Linked DNA regions of Sus scrofa: region 2 is linked to region 1. A link is a contact called in public promoter capture Hi-C data. All regions are on one chromosome and are shown on one strand. Each heading gives the region's core, a stretch centred on a gene start, on an enhancer-like site or on the middle of the called end of the contact. The rest is flanking DNA. Distances are from core to core; before and after follow the strand shown.

The links. Promoter capture Hi-C pulls out the DNA fragments that hold promoters and counts their contacts.
Region 2: a promoter capture Hi-C map of liver shows a contact between it and region 1, with 5 times the contacts expected there. The contact joins the promoter of C3H2orf49 here to the promoter of UXS1 in region 1. A contact is called at or near these places in 1 of 5 promoter capture datasets (liver), 1 of 47 Hi-C or Micro-C datasets (embryonic fibroblasts) and 2 of 2 datasets of contacts at active chromatin or transcription factors (alveolar macrophages and skeletal muscle).

The regions. Positions count from the first base shown.
Region 1 is chr3:48,867,537-48,874,040 of Sscrofa11.1, forward strand. UXS1 (UDP-glucuronate decarboxylase 1) reads left to right here and starts at 3,511. Exons shown (of 15, transcript NM_001244773.1): 1 at 3,511-3,616. The coding sequence starts at 3,523.
Region 2 is chr3:49,462,003-49,468,506 of Sscrofa11.1, forward strand. It overlaps C3H2orf49 (ashwin), which reads right to left and starts at 3,440. Exons shown (of 4, transcript XM_021087119.1): 1 at 3,104-3,440; 2 at 592-758. The coding sequence starts at 3,202. LOC100625214 (a long non-coding RNA gene) reads left to right here and starts at 1,078. Exons shown (of 3, transcript XR_130489.4): 1 at 1,078-3,832; 2 at 4,056-4,115; 3 at 5,180-6,504.

The DNA.
Region 1 (6,504 bases), core at 2,261-4,760:
CAGGGATCGAACTCGCAACCTCATGGTTCCTAGTTGGACTTGTTTCCACTGTGCCATGAGAGGAACTCCTAGAGATGCAATTTCAAGTTATTTTCATTGCTGGGATGTTGAACACACCTGCACCCTAAGGTGCAGATAAGGCCTGGTACACTCGATGATCCTGGAGCAGGTGTGGAGGCCCAGGAAACAAAAGCACCCTCCCTCCTCCCCCCAAGACCCATGGAAGTCACACCCTCTAGAAAGGGACTCCAGGAGCAGACATTCTAGCCTGCAACCAGCAGGAACACAGCAGTGACTCACAAGGGTGCCTGCATGGCTGGGAGGGGCAGCTCAGGAACCCAGCTCTTCTTTCTCAGAATTATCAGAGGAAGAGGTGTCTGCCCAGTTCTAGTCAGGAAAACTTCTCTGAGCCTTTCTTTCTTTCTTTCTAGGGCCCCACCTGCGGCATAAGGAGGTTCCCAGGCTAGGGATCGAATTGGAGCTGTTGCTGCTGGCCCAGCCAGCCAGAGTCACAGCAACACCAGATCTGAGCCGCGTCTGCAACCTACACCACAGCTCACGGCAATGCCGGATCCTTAACCCACTGAGCAAGGCCAGGGATTGAACCCGCAACCTCATGGTTCCTAGTCGGATTCATCAACCACTGAGCCACGATGGGAACTCCGAGGTGTGCTGTTTAAAAAAAACAAAACAAAACAAAAAAAAGCCCTGACCTGGGGGTTCCCATCATGGCTCAGCCATGGCTGACTGGTATCCATGAGGATTTGGGTTCGATTCCTGGCTTTGCTCAGTGGGTTAAGAATCCGGCATTGCTGTGAGCTGTGGTGTAGGTCACAGACGTGGCTTGGATCCCACAATGCTCTGATTCGACCCCTAGCTTGGGAACTTCCACATGCTGTGGGTACAGCCCTAAAAAGAAAAGAAAAGAAAAAAAAAAAAAAAAGAAAAGACAAAAGCCCTGATCTGTAGCTTCATTGTGCATCCCCATGGGATAAATACTCCCACAGGAAGCTTTGTGCCTGTAGACTGTCCTGACTGACCGAGAAGTGGGCACAACATTGCCTGGAGCCGATGCATTTCTCCTCTGAAATTCCTTAGGCTTCTGAGCTTCTGAGCCAGCCCCCAGCCCTCATCACTTTCTATTGCCAAGGATGGTCCTCTCTGCACACCTTCACTCTCCTCCAGGACAGCATCCAGGGGAAGGAACAGGTAGGTGCCTCAGCCCCACATGCTCAGCTGTATGACACTGAAACATTCAGAGATTCGGATTCCTGTCTATTAAAGACGCAGCATCAGCAAGCTGTCTCGGGGCTGTCAGAGAATTTGGTGAGATAAACACGTGACAGTGTCACGCACAATAGTCCCTGGATTTTGGTGGAAGTTCCATAGACTGTAGTTTTCTACCCTTCTTAGGCTCTTAACACTCTAGGAGAGGAGCCACATCATGGTTCCCTTTTCAATCACCACAAGTGTCAAGAATGCTGCAGTGTAACTAGCCGCGGTTGAAAACATACTTGCTAACAGAGACACTGAAACAATGGAGAAGCTGATGGCAAGGCTGGAGGTGGGGATGGGAGCCCGGAACCTGCTGGGGCAGAGGGTGTCGGCAGCTGAAGAGGGAAGAGGAGGAGCACAGGGATGAGATTTGCTTGAGCCCAAGGTTTCCCTGATGTGCCTGGGGTGGGGGTAGGGCTGGGGCTGGGTTTGTCTCCAGGGCACCTCCCTCCCCTTGGCCTTCTCTGCTGGGCACACCTAACTATTGCTTTTACTCCCCAATCCTGGCTTTGGTTAAGACCACCGACAGCCTCCTCGGTGGTGATAAAAACAGCACCAGCTACTCCTACTGCAGCAGCTGACAGTGTTTCCATATAGTTAATCCCGGAGGGGCAGAAGTTGGCAATGGTGCATGCTGGCAGAAAAAATGCTCAGGTAGGACTGCTGGGTTCAGGGAGTTTTGTACAGATGTAGTGTGTATTTCACAATCCCTGGCCTGCTTGAACTGATAAACACCTATCAGCTAAATCTCACCTACAACCCAACATGCTTGAAATCCCACTGCAGCTTCCATCTGATTTTGCCTTAGGGCAAGTGTCAACACAATCTTTTCTCACATCTCTGCTCCTCAACTTTTATCTAAAAATCATGACGTCATAGAAGGAGAAGCTCGGGCCCTGCCTGCTCCAGACAGTTCCTTGCAAAAATTACAGATTTAACCCAAACTCAAAATGTTAACAATGGAGAAACAAAAACTGCAAGACCAAAAGCAACGCGTCCCAGGTGGCATGCTCTGGAAGATGGACCAGGAGTCTCTCTGCCTCCAAATGTCCCCTGGCAGCCTCTTTGGATGCTGCAGGGTGGGGGTGGGAGGCTGGGCGTCCTGAAAGGAGGCCAGTCCAGGGGTGGGCAGCACCGGCCAGAGCAGCCCTTCCCTCAGGGACGGGGCTCAACAAGCTTCTTCCCATTGGATGACTCTCAGCGGTTAGTGGGGAGACCGGACGGGAAAGTTGTATTAGAATCACAGAATCAAGACTTGTGTGCTGTGTAGTTTGAATGATGTGACCTATTACTGCTTTGACTTATTGCTAGCTGTGGTATTTATTTTCCTTGGAGGTTTATAACAAAGCTAAAGAAAGGTATTCGATTGTGAAATTTAGCAAAGAAGCCTAACTTTCCCAGCGGTCAGAGGAGCGGCCGGGACCAGCTGAAGCCTGCAGTTCGGCCCGCAGCCCCACCCTCGGGGTTTTCCCTCTGGATACCCCCACCCCTACCCCGGGACTGGCACCACGCAGATCCACGTGCAACCGCTTCTCCCCGGGGGGGCAGCTTCCCACAATCCCACGGTGATTTCTGCATGGGTACGTTGACACAGCTCCTCGCTGGGAGCACATGCTTATGGAATAAACAACCCAGGGGACGCAGGTGCCATCAGTGCACCCTCAGTGCGTAAGTGTGGCCAAAAGCACACGTTGGGCAGGAAGCTGGAACGAGGCACGGGCTCGTCTCCAGGCGGAGACAACGCGATCCACCCTTTTCTTCCTGGTTTGTCCTCATTCTACACTAGCGTTACTTTTTAATATAATAATAGACTCCACACTTCGTAGAAAGACGCTCCGGCCGATCACCGGACAGGAAAAATGCACGGGGTCTGGACTTGAGCGGTGTTTGGGGCACTAATTTTTGTCGCTACCGCTACTTTAACTAAAGAAGCAGGGAGAACAACTTTCAGAAGGAGGCGGTAAAGAGCGCCAAAGACCTGGGAAAGCCGAGCACAAGCTCTCCCAGAGCTGTACCCCGTAGTGCCCACCGCGGCCCGCGGCTTCGGCGCTCCGGCCTGCGCACGCGCACACGTTGCCCGCCTGCAGCCAGTCCCTGGCTACCGCACTGCGCCTGCGGGCGCGGGCGGGGCGGGCATAGCGCATGCGCACGGGCCCGACCGGCAGGAAGCGGGCGTGGGGCGGGGCCTCCGGGCCGCCCCCGCCGCCGCCGCGCACGGAGCCCAGCGGCCGCAGCGCGCGGCCCGGGATGCTGAGCCAGGCGCTACTGCGCCTCGCGTCCGCCGTCAGCCGCAGGAGGATGAAGCTGCTGCTGGGCATCGCGCTGCTAGCCTACGTGGCCTGTGAGTTCGCGCGGGGCCATTCATTCCCGCCGGCGGCCTGCTCCCTCCTTCCCGCTCCGCGCGCGCGGCCGCCGATCGGACAGCGGGCGCGGACACTCGGCCCTCGGCCCGGCGGTCCGAGCCACACGCGGGCTGCGGTCCACGGTTCCTGAGAGTGCCGCGCCGCCGGGCGGGTCCAGGGGTAGGAATGCTCTCGCCTGGCGGAGCCCCTGCCTGAGCTGCCTGCTCCCAGGAAAATTACTCAGCGTTTAACTGCTGGGGAACTCAAGTGTCGCGGGACCCCGCCGGCCCCCGGCCGCGCCCAGGGGTCCAGGACCCCGGGGGTGTCCGCGCCCGTGGGTCTACGAGTCCAGGTATTCGGACCTCCAGAGGCCGCCGAGTCCAGGTGTCTGGACGCCTGGGAGTCCCGGAGCCCAAGATCCCGGACGCTCGGGGTCCCCGTGCCCAGGGGCCGAACACTCATGGATGTCCGCGCTCTGGGGTCTTGGCGTCCAGGTGTCCGGAAGCCCGGGAGTCCCCACGCCCAGGTGTCTTCACCCGGGGTCTTGTTACCTAGGGCTAGGGATGCACCGGGGCGGGGAGTCCCCACGCCCAGAATCCCGGGGCGCAGGTCGGCCCGGCGCGCGGGTGGAGTGGGGGAATCCTGGCGCCGCTCTGGTGTGTGCGGTTCTGTGCCATCGCTCCTGGTGGCTTCGGGATTAGGGGCAGGAGGGGCACTTTTCAGTCGGGTGGTAGACCCTCTTCTTAGAGGCAAAAGCTATCTCTTTAAAAAAAAAAAAACTATTCGATGGGAATGTATTTTCACTGCTGCTATTAATACTTCAACGAGTACCAAAATTGGACCAAGTGTGAGCTTCGTTTGAATCTTAGCCACGAGACTGATACACGCTGAAACGAAACACCTGCTCAACAGTTGAATTATCAAGATCTGATTCCCGAGGTGAGGGGGCCTCGAGAAAGTGCCTTCTGTTGAGGAAAATGTGTGCAATTAAGACCTAGGCTGTGGGGGCAGCCCAGCTGCGAGGGGTTAGGTGGAAATAGTTGCGAGGTCCAAAGGGCTAGTGTGAAGTGTGTGCAGGGCTTGAGTCAGAGCGGAGCCTCCAGGGGAAAGATCACTTCGAGTTGATAACTATCCTTAGGGCCATCATAACAGTACCTGTGTGATGCCGGCTTCTCCATGTGTGCGTGAGTGTTTCATTGTCTCATTATTTTAACAATCCTAGGAAATAGGTACTGTGATTATGCCCATTTGAGAGGTGAGTAAATTAAGGCCAAGAGAAGTCAGGTGAATTTAAGGATGATCACTCAGATAATAAACTATAGAGAACAAGATGTGAGTCTAGGAAGGCCAGGAAGCTGGGGCTCGCCCCCCAGGTGTGTGGCAGGCTCAGTGGGTTTTTTTTTAATGGTTTTTATTTTTTCCATTATAGCTGGTTTACAGTGTTCTGTCCATTTTCTACTGTACAGCAAGGTGACCCAGCCACATGTACATATATACATTCTTTTTCTCACATTATTCTCCATCATAGTCCATCACAAGTGGCTAGATAGAGTTCCTTGCTATACAGCAGGATCTCATTGCTTATCCATTCCAAAGGCAATAAATAGTTTGCATCTATTAATCCTAAATTACCAGTCCCCACCCCTCCCCCTTGGCAACTCCAAGTCTGTTCTCCAACAGTCCATGATTTTCTTTTCTGTGGAAAGATTCCTTTGTGCCATATATTAGATTCCAGATATAAGTGGTATCATATGGTATTTGTCTTTTTCTTTCTGACTGACTTCATTTAGTGTGAGAGTCTCTAGTTCCATCTTGTTGCTGCAAATGGCATTATTTTGTCCTTTTTTATGGCTGAGTAGTATTCCATTGTGTATATATATTCCACATCTTCTTAATCCATTCATCTGTCAATGGACAGGCTCCCTGCTGATTTGGGGGGCTTCTAAAGGTAGGGTTCTGGAGAGCCATGGAAAGTTTTTTAACATCCCGTGGACCAGGAACTCCTGCCCAGTTTTTATTGGTGTCCATCAAACCCTTACTGTTGTTCCTCCTGTGTTTAGTCCTGGGGGGGGGTCACGAGGAGTGCAGGACATCTGGGCAGTGGTTCTCCAGCTGTGTGCGTCATACTCACCTGGAGGGTTCTTGAAACCCAGGTTGGTGCCTCCCACCTTGAGTGTCTGATGCACCAGGTCTGGGTGTGGCCAGGCCATTTGCATTTTTACTGGCTTCACCTGAGATACCGTGGTGGTGGTGGGGTGTCTGGAGACCCCACTGTACGACTGCTGACTTAGGAGATGATTTGGCCCTGAATGAGATAATCATGCAAATGAGCGTTATATTTCAAACAGGAGGGCAGGAAGTTAAGGGGTGTCTGAGGGCTTGTGGCAGGGCCAAGCCAGGCATTTGTTTCCCGGAGGAAGTGAGGCTGGAGCTGAGAAGTGCGGCCCGTGTAGGAGTTAATGGGGACAGAGGAGGAAATGTGCTCAGAAGAAGTGGCTCGTGCAGAGGTCCTGTGGTACCAGGAGCAGGCAGCTGTTCTCTGGAGGCCGAGAAGGGGGCGGCGGCTGGAGTTGTGCTGAAGCTGCCTCTGCAGACGGGGCCTGGGGAGGCGGTGTCCGACGGGGGGTGGGGGGGGTGGATTCATTCGCCTGAGGGTTTAAGACCAGAGGGGAGGCAGTGTTAGGAATGCACAGGGCTGGTGGGTGAGACGCTTAGCAGTAAAGGCCACACAGTGGCTCTTGAGTGTCCCCGACGGGTGGAAGTGTCCCCTGGTCTCCATGCCACTTGTTAATGATCTTGCCTCCTTGTTTGAGAAAACTGCCCTTGCTCCCCAAGGACACGAAGCCCCTTCCTGCATCTTCCTCGGTTTCTTTGCCTGAGGGCACCC
Region 2 (6,504 bases), core at 2,190-4,689, 590 kb after region 1:
GCTAAAATGATGCTGCATCCAAAGTGAACAGGTACCAGTATGAACCTCTTAAAACATACATCAGACGGTGTCCTTGCTCTGCTCAAAATCCCTAATGGCTTCTCATCTCAGAGCAAGGCCAAGGTTCCTACAGTGACCGACAGTCTCCCACACTCTCCCTCTTCCACATCCTCCCACCTGCCACCCCCCAAAGCCCTGAAAGCCTCTGCGCTGTTCTGGGCACATTATGGGGACACAGCCCTGGCCAGGCTCTCATGTTCTGCCTGGAATGCTAGCTTTCTACAGGTTCCTTTACTGAAATGTCATTTCTCACCTAGGTTTATCCTGGCCACTCTGTTTTATTTTTCTCCTTAGCATTTATCCCAGTGTAGCACACTGTATATTTTACTTTGCTTTTTAATTATGTTTCTCCCACCTAAAATACAAGCAAGGAATTCTGTCAGATTTATTCATGCTACAGCCCAGAGCCTGGTGCTCAATGAACAGTTGTTGAGTAAATACTTTGTACCTAAGTTTACCTGGGGAAAAAAAGAAAAGCAAAACTGTTCAGTCATCTAAGACAAGACGATAACCAGAACAACTGAAAAGTACCTTTTTGTCTCATTTCTTATCTCGTGCTGTTCTCTTTTCTTTTCCATCATTTTCCCCCATCTATTCTTTGGCAAATCTCTCTGAGGCAGTGGTATTGCGTGCTGAACATAAAGATCAGTAAGACTGTCTTTGTTTATTCTCAGGTCATTTTCAACAGCTATGTTCTTCTGTGGAAAAGGAAACAAAAGTAATTTCAAAACAAGGTTCTCCATTTCCATAACTCATCAACTATCTACCTAACAGGGTACAACATGACTGTTTAAATAACAAGTGTAGGAGTTCCCGTCGTGGCTCAGTGGTTAAAGAATCCAACTAGGAACCATGAGGCTGTGGGTTCGATCCCTGGCCTTGCTCAGTGGGTTAAGGATCTGGCATTGCCCTGAGCTGTGGTTGCAGACGCGGCTCAGATCCTGCGTTGCTGTGGCTCTGGTGTAGGCCAGCGGCTACAGCTCCGATTTGACCCCTAGCCTGGGAATCTCCATATGCCGCAGGAGCAGCCCAAGAAATGGCAAAAAGACAAAAAAAATAAAATAACAAGTGTAACACCATCCTCAAGATCAGCCAAGTGCCTGTGATCCCAAAGGAGACTGCAAGAAGCAGTATTACAAAGAGCCTAAGCTCCTCAAATACTCCATTCAGCCTCATCTCTAAGACAATAGTTGTATGTGACAAGGACTGCTGTCCACACTGCACAGCCCACACACCAGGCGTGAAGACCATTCCAACAGCATCATCCTAATCCATGAAGAGAACTGGAAATGAAGGACTTGTGGAGATGAGAGCAAAGAAAGCAAACATGGTAACAGTGACTGCATCCTGTCAAAAAGACATCCAGAGTGTTACCATCATGATCACATCAGCAGGCTGGAGGTCTCACCCTGTATGTTATTCCCCACATTGCCCTGATGGTGCGTCTTAAATGGAAGTTCACTACCCAGACCTCACGTGGCCTTGCAGATGGAATCTGCAGTCTCCTTACTGATGGCAGCCCTGACAACAGTGCATATCAGAGCAAGCAGCTCCTGGTGTTTGCACCGGGCCTTTCAGGTGGCTCCCAGTCACTGCCCCACCACCCATCTCTGCATCAGCTCATTCTCCCCCATTTTCCCATTTGTTCTCACCATGATGGAAAACACGGCACAAGGCACAGGAGCAGTTAGGGATAGGGTCTGGATTTAGGAAGGAAATGAGGGTGGAAAAGAGATCATGGGCTCAAAAGCAGTTCAGAAATGTTTGGAAACATTTCTATTTGGTAGAACTAACAAAATAAATCCAATCTATGTCCTCTAACAAATGCATCCCCAGTCCTTGTTCTTCAAAATTTAAAAGCACAACCTTGGAGTTTTCACTGTGGCACCAACGGTGGTGTCTCTGCAATGCCAGGACCCAGGTTCCAACCCCGGCCAGATACAGTGAGTTAAATGACCCATAACTGTGGCTCAGATCTGATCCCCGGCTAGGGAACTCCATATGCCAAATGACAGCCAAAGAAGAAAAGAAAAAAATAAAAGCACAAACTTTACTTCCTTTGTCCCTTACACTGGACTATTCTTCATCATCAGTTTTCACTCTGGACTCGCTCAGAGGAATGGGACTTGGACAATCCACAGGCACCTTAGTTTGGGAAGCACTGCTCCAGGACAGTACTTCTCAAACTGTGGTCTTTGGACCACCAGCAAGAACTTCTTAAAAATGACAATTTTCAGGCCACAGCCCCAAACTGAATCCCAAACTCTGGGGATGGTGCCCAGCAGTCTGTGTTTTCACAAGACCTGGGGTGATTGTGATTCTACCTAAAAACTTTTGAGAACCACAGGTGGGAAAGGTAACTGACATCCCTAAAATGACCTACTGGGGGACGGTGGTAGGTTGAGGAAATCAGAGAGTACTAAGCCGAGAAACTCAAAGAAAACATGCTACTTAAAACCTCCAAAAGGCTTTCGGTTATTCTCTACCACTTTAAACAAAACTCATCACTTCTTTTGGTCTTATTTTTCAGCTGCTGTCACAGGTCATATCAGCTGAAAAACAGCAAAAGCTGCATGAGAGCCAGGAGCCCCAGATTTTCCTGGCTGCACCATCTACCGAGAGTGTGACCCCCAAAGAAGTGACTTCATCTCTCGAGGACCCAGTTTCTTCATCTCTGAACGTGGGGAAAGTGGACAAAGGGCGATTTCTCCGATGCCTTCCAGCCCTGGCGGCCCGGGACCGCCACCCTTCCTTCCCACTCTTCTAAGACCTTCCCCGGCTCCTCTCTTCGCAGGCCTTGCTTACACCCAGGCCGCGGGGGTTCGCCTGGACCCCTCTTCGGACTCATCAGCGACCAAAAAGGGAATTTTAACTCCCCGGAGTTCCCGACGTTCTGAGGACGCCTCTTCCCCGACAGGGGCGCCGGGCGGAGAGCCACACTACCCAGCAGCGGGTGTGTCCGGCGCCGCCGAGGATGCCTCGGAGCGAGCTCAAGTCCCAGCGCCCTCTCGAGCAGGCCCGCCCTCCCCGGCGCGCGCCGCACCTGCTCCAGGGTGAGGAGAAGGAACTCCTGGGACAGCAGCTCCGGGTGCAGCAGCAGCTCGGAATCCGTGCAGCTGCGGCCGCCCACATCCCCCGCCATCGTCGTCGCCAGGAGACCCCGGCCGGCTACCCACAAGGCCCCCAGCTAGCGTCTCAGAAATGACGCGTAAGGGACGGGGCCTCGCGTATGTCGTCACTAGGGTGCGCCGCGCGGGACGCTCGCCTCTCCGGCTCGGCTGGGATGCTGGGCGGGTTCTCGCCAGGGGATAATCCTAGGGCGAGAGGAGTGAAAGGGCCGTTTGTAGTGGAAACGATTGGCGTTTCAAGTCTGCGCGAAGAGAGAAACAGGCGAAGTTCACAGAGCGGGCCACGATTGGTCGGTCCTGGTCGCGCCTCCTATGACGTCATGGGAAGAGGCCAATGAGAGTCCGAGGGTGGCCTCGCGGGAAAGCGACTAGGGAGGACGATGAGTGTTACAGTCAATTCAGCAGTAGGTACCTCTGGAAGCTCTTTGGTGTTCTTTTTTTTGAGCGTTGTACCTTTTGTTTCCTAGTTCAAAACGCCTCGCATGTAGTAGGCACTCAAATGTTTGTTCCCGAAATAATACTCGGAATGAACCCGCCTCTGAAAATAACGGCCGCCCGAGAAGCGCATCTTTGTTGAGCTCCCACCTCTATGAAATGGAAATGAATACCCCAACTAGGTGTCGTGAGGTTGGAGCCAAAGTAGGGTAAGCCCCTCCCCTGTCGCCTCTGTCTGGACATCTCTTGTAGCTTCTTGACTGTCACCAGGGCAGAGAAGTGGCAGGATGGTGGTGATGGTGGGTGTTTTCCCTCTCAGTTCTCTATCCTTGTCTAATTTCCTCAAGCCCCCACCCCCACCTCAGCTAAGTACATCATTTTAGAGTCTAAAAATGAGGTTTTTGATGTAGTCTTTATTCCTGTCCGTTTCAGGACAATCACCTAACCTGAAGCCCGAAGCTCTTCTTCATCAGCAAAAACGTTTTACAGCAGGTAAGACCTGTGCTTCCCCAACCCCCGCCCCCTCTTCCAGTTTAACAGTACTTCCCTGCTTAAAACGAAATCTATTAAGATAATTAGTGCCTCTGGAGTTCCCTTCATGGCTGGCGGTTAACGAACCTGACTAGGTCGTGGACGAGGCTGGGATCTGGCGTTGCTGTGGCTGTGGTGTAGGCTGGCAGCTGTAGTTCCAATTTGACCCCTAGCCTGGGAACTTCCATATGCCACAGGTGCATCCCTACAAAAACAAAAAACAAAACAAAAACAAAAACAAAACAAAACCCCATGATAATTGGTGCCTCCGAGTGTCCCCTGGGCAGAAGAAAAACATCAAGAGTCAGAGAGGAGGAAGTAGAATAAGGTTTTAATGTGGCTGTGCACCCCAGGGGCAGGAGAGATGGTAACACCTGCTCTCACTACAGAGCCTTGGAGATTGGAGTCTGAGAGTATATGGGGACTGCTGTGTTTCGATCAAAGTTTCTGATGTGGGAAGTAGAGCAGGGGAGAATTTGCCTCTAACAAGTTCTCAGGCAATGTTTCAAATGGTCCAGGCAGAAGGGCCACCTCACAGAGATTCCTGCCACATCCAAGTAAGGAGGCTGTGACATCCGCACCCTCAAGCCAGATAGTCACCCTGACTGGAGGGGCCAGGCCTGTCAGCCCCGAAACCAAGACTGAAAACCAGACACCACGTGGACAAAGAGCATCTCAGAACCCCTGTGGGGACCAGTGATGTGAGGACCTGCCATCTCCCATTTCTCCTTGTCCTGGCACCTCAGAAATCCCCTAACCAGACACAGCCCTGAAGAAGGGGGCCGGCCTCGCTGTCAAGGTCATTGTCACTGCAGCTGAGTGGGGGCTTAAAGTGGAAATAAAGCTCTGGTACAGAGCTTTGTGTTGTTACACATTTGAATTTGTAGACCAAAGATTTATTTCTGGTAAAGTATTATCTGTGAGTATTATGTAGTAACCATACGTGCTTAAGTTTTAGTGTAAGAATTTTCCTTTTATTCAAAGATCATGATATTCTCACTAACATTTTTATTTGGTGCCAATAGTTGCCAAGAACGAAGCTGAGGGAAACCAACAAGCACTGTCCTGCCTGGCTGGCATCATCACCTCACTGGGTTAGAAGTTCCTCCAGGACAGATCTGTATGTTTCTTTTGACTCTCCCACCTCATCCTGAGCACGCACCGTGTCTGCACTTGAAGGTCTCGATAAATGTGTTGAATGAATGAATCATGAAAAGAATGTATACTGAGAACTTGGGGTATTGATTCTTCTTGTTGGCTATATAATGTTTAAGATATTTATGTTTCAGATATTTTATCAGATGTGCCAACTGTATGTCTGAGCACAAATAAAATTAAAATGCTTCATAGTGCATATAGCAACTGAAAAAATAGGTCACATTTTGCACTTATGTTTCTAGCTACTTAGAACCACAGTTCTGAGTTTCGGATAATTACCTTCAGTATCATAATTGATGATTATGTTATTTTATTATTGTCATTTCTCATTCCTTTTACAACCAGATCATATTGAAGCTGTGCTTATGTGCTTAGAACACTGACTTTCTTGTAAAACCCATCTCCTCGGTCACCTCTTTGATAAGGTCCCTGAAACCGTGTCTCTCATCTTTGGGTTCTCAGCAGCCAGCACAGTACCTGGCACACAGGATGAGACCAGGAAGTGTGTCCCAAGTGAGTGTGCATAAACCTTTCCTGATCCTCAGATGTTATTTTTTTGCCTTGGGATCGTATCCCATTCCATCACAGCTTCTCAAACTTGAATGAGCATTAGAGTCACCGGGAGAGCCTGACAATGCTTAGCTGGGCCCTACACCCAAAGTTTCTGATTTAAGAGGTGTGGCGTGTGGACACAAGAATCCACATTACTAACAAGTTCTGAAGTACTGCTGATACTGTTGACTATTGGCCTGTACTTTCTAAACCACTGCATTGAATTAAGCTTCTGGAAGACAGGGCCGGTCTTCCTCCTTTCAGGATGGTCTGCAGCCTCTGCTATGGTACTGAGCACACAGGAGCTGCTAAAAAATAGGAATAATTATTTGAATAACAGTTCAACAAGTTTCTTGGCATTCCCATTGTGGCTCAGCGGAAATGAATCTGACTAGGATCCATGAGGGCACAGGTTTGATCCCTGGCCTCGCTCAGTGGGTTAAGGATCCAGCGTTGCCATGAGCTATGGTGTAGGTCACAGACACAGCTAGGATCTGGCATTGCTGTGGCTGTGGTTTAGGCCAGCAGCTACAGCTCCTATTTGACCCCTAACCTGGGAACCTCCATATGCCATGGGTGAGGCCCCAAAAAGATTTTTAAAAAAAATCTTTCTTTGCTTAACATCATTTTCTAAAATGAT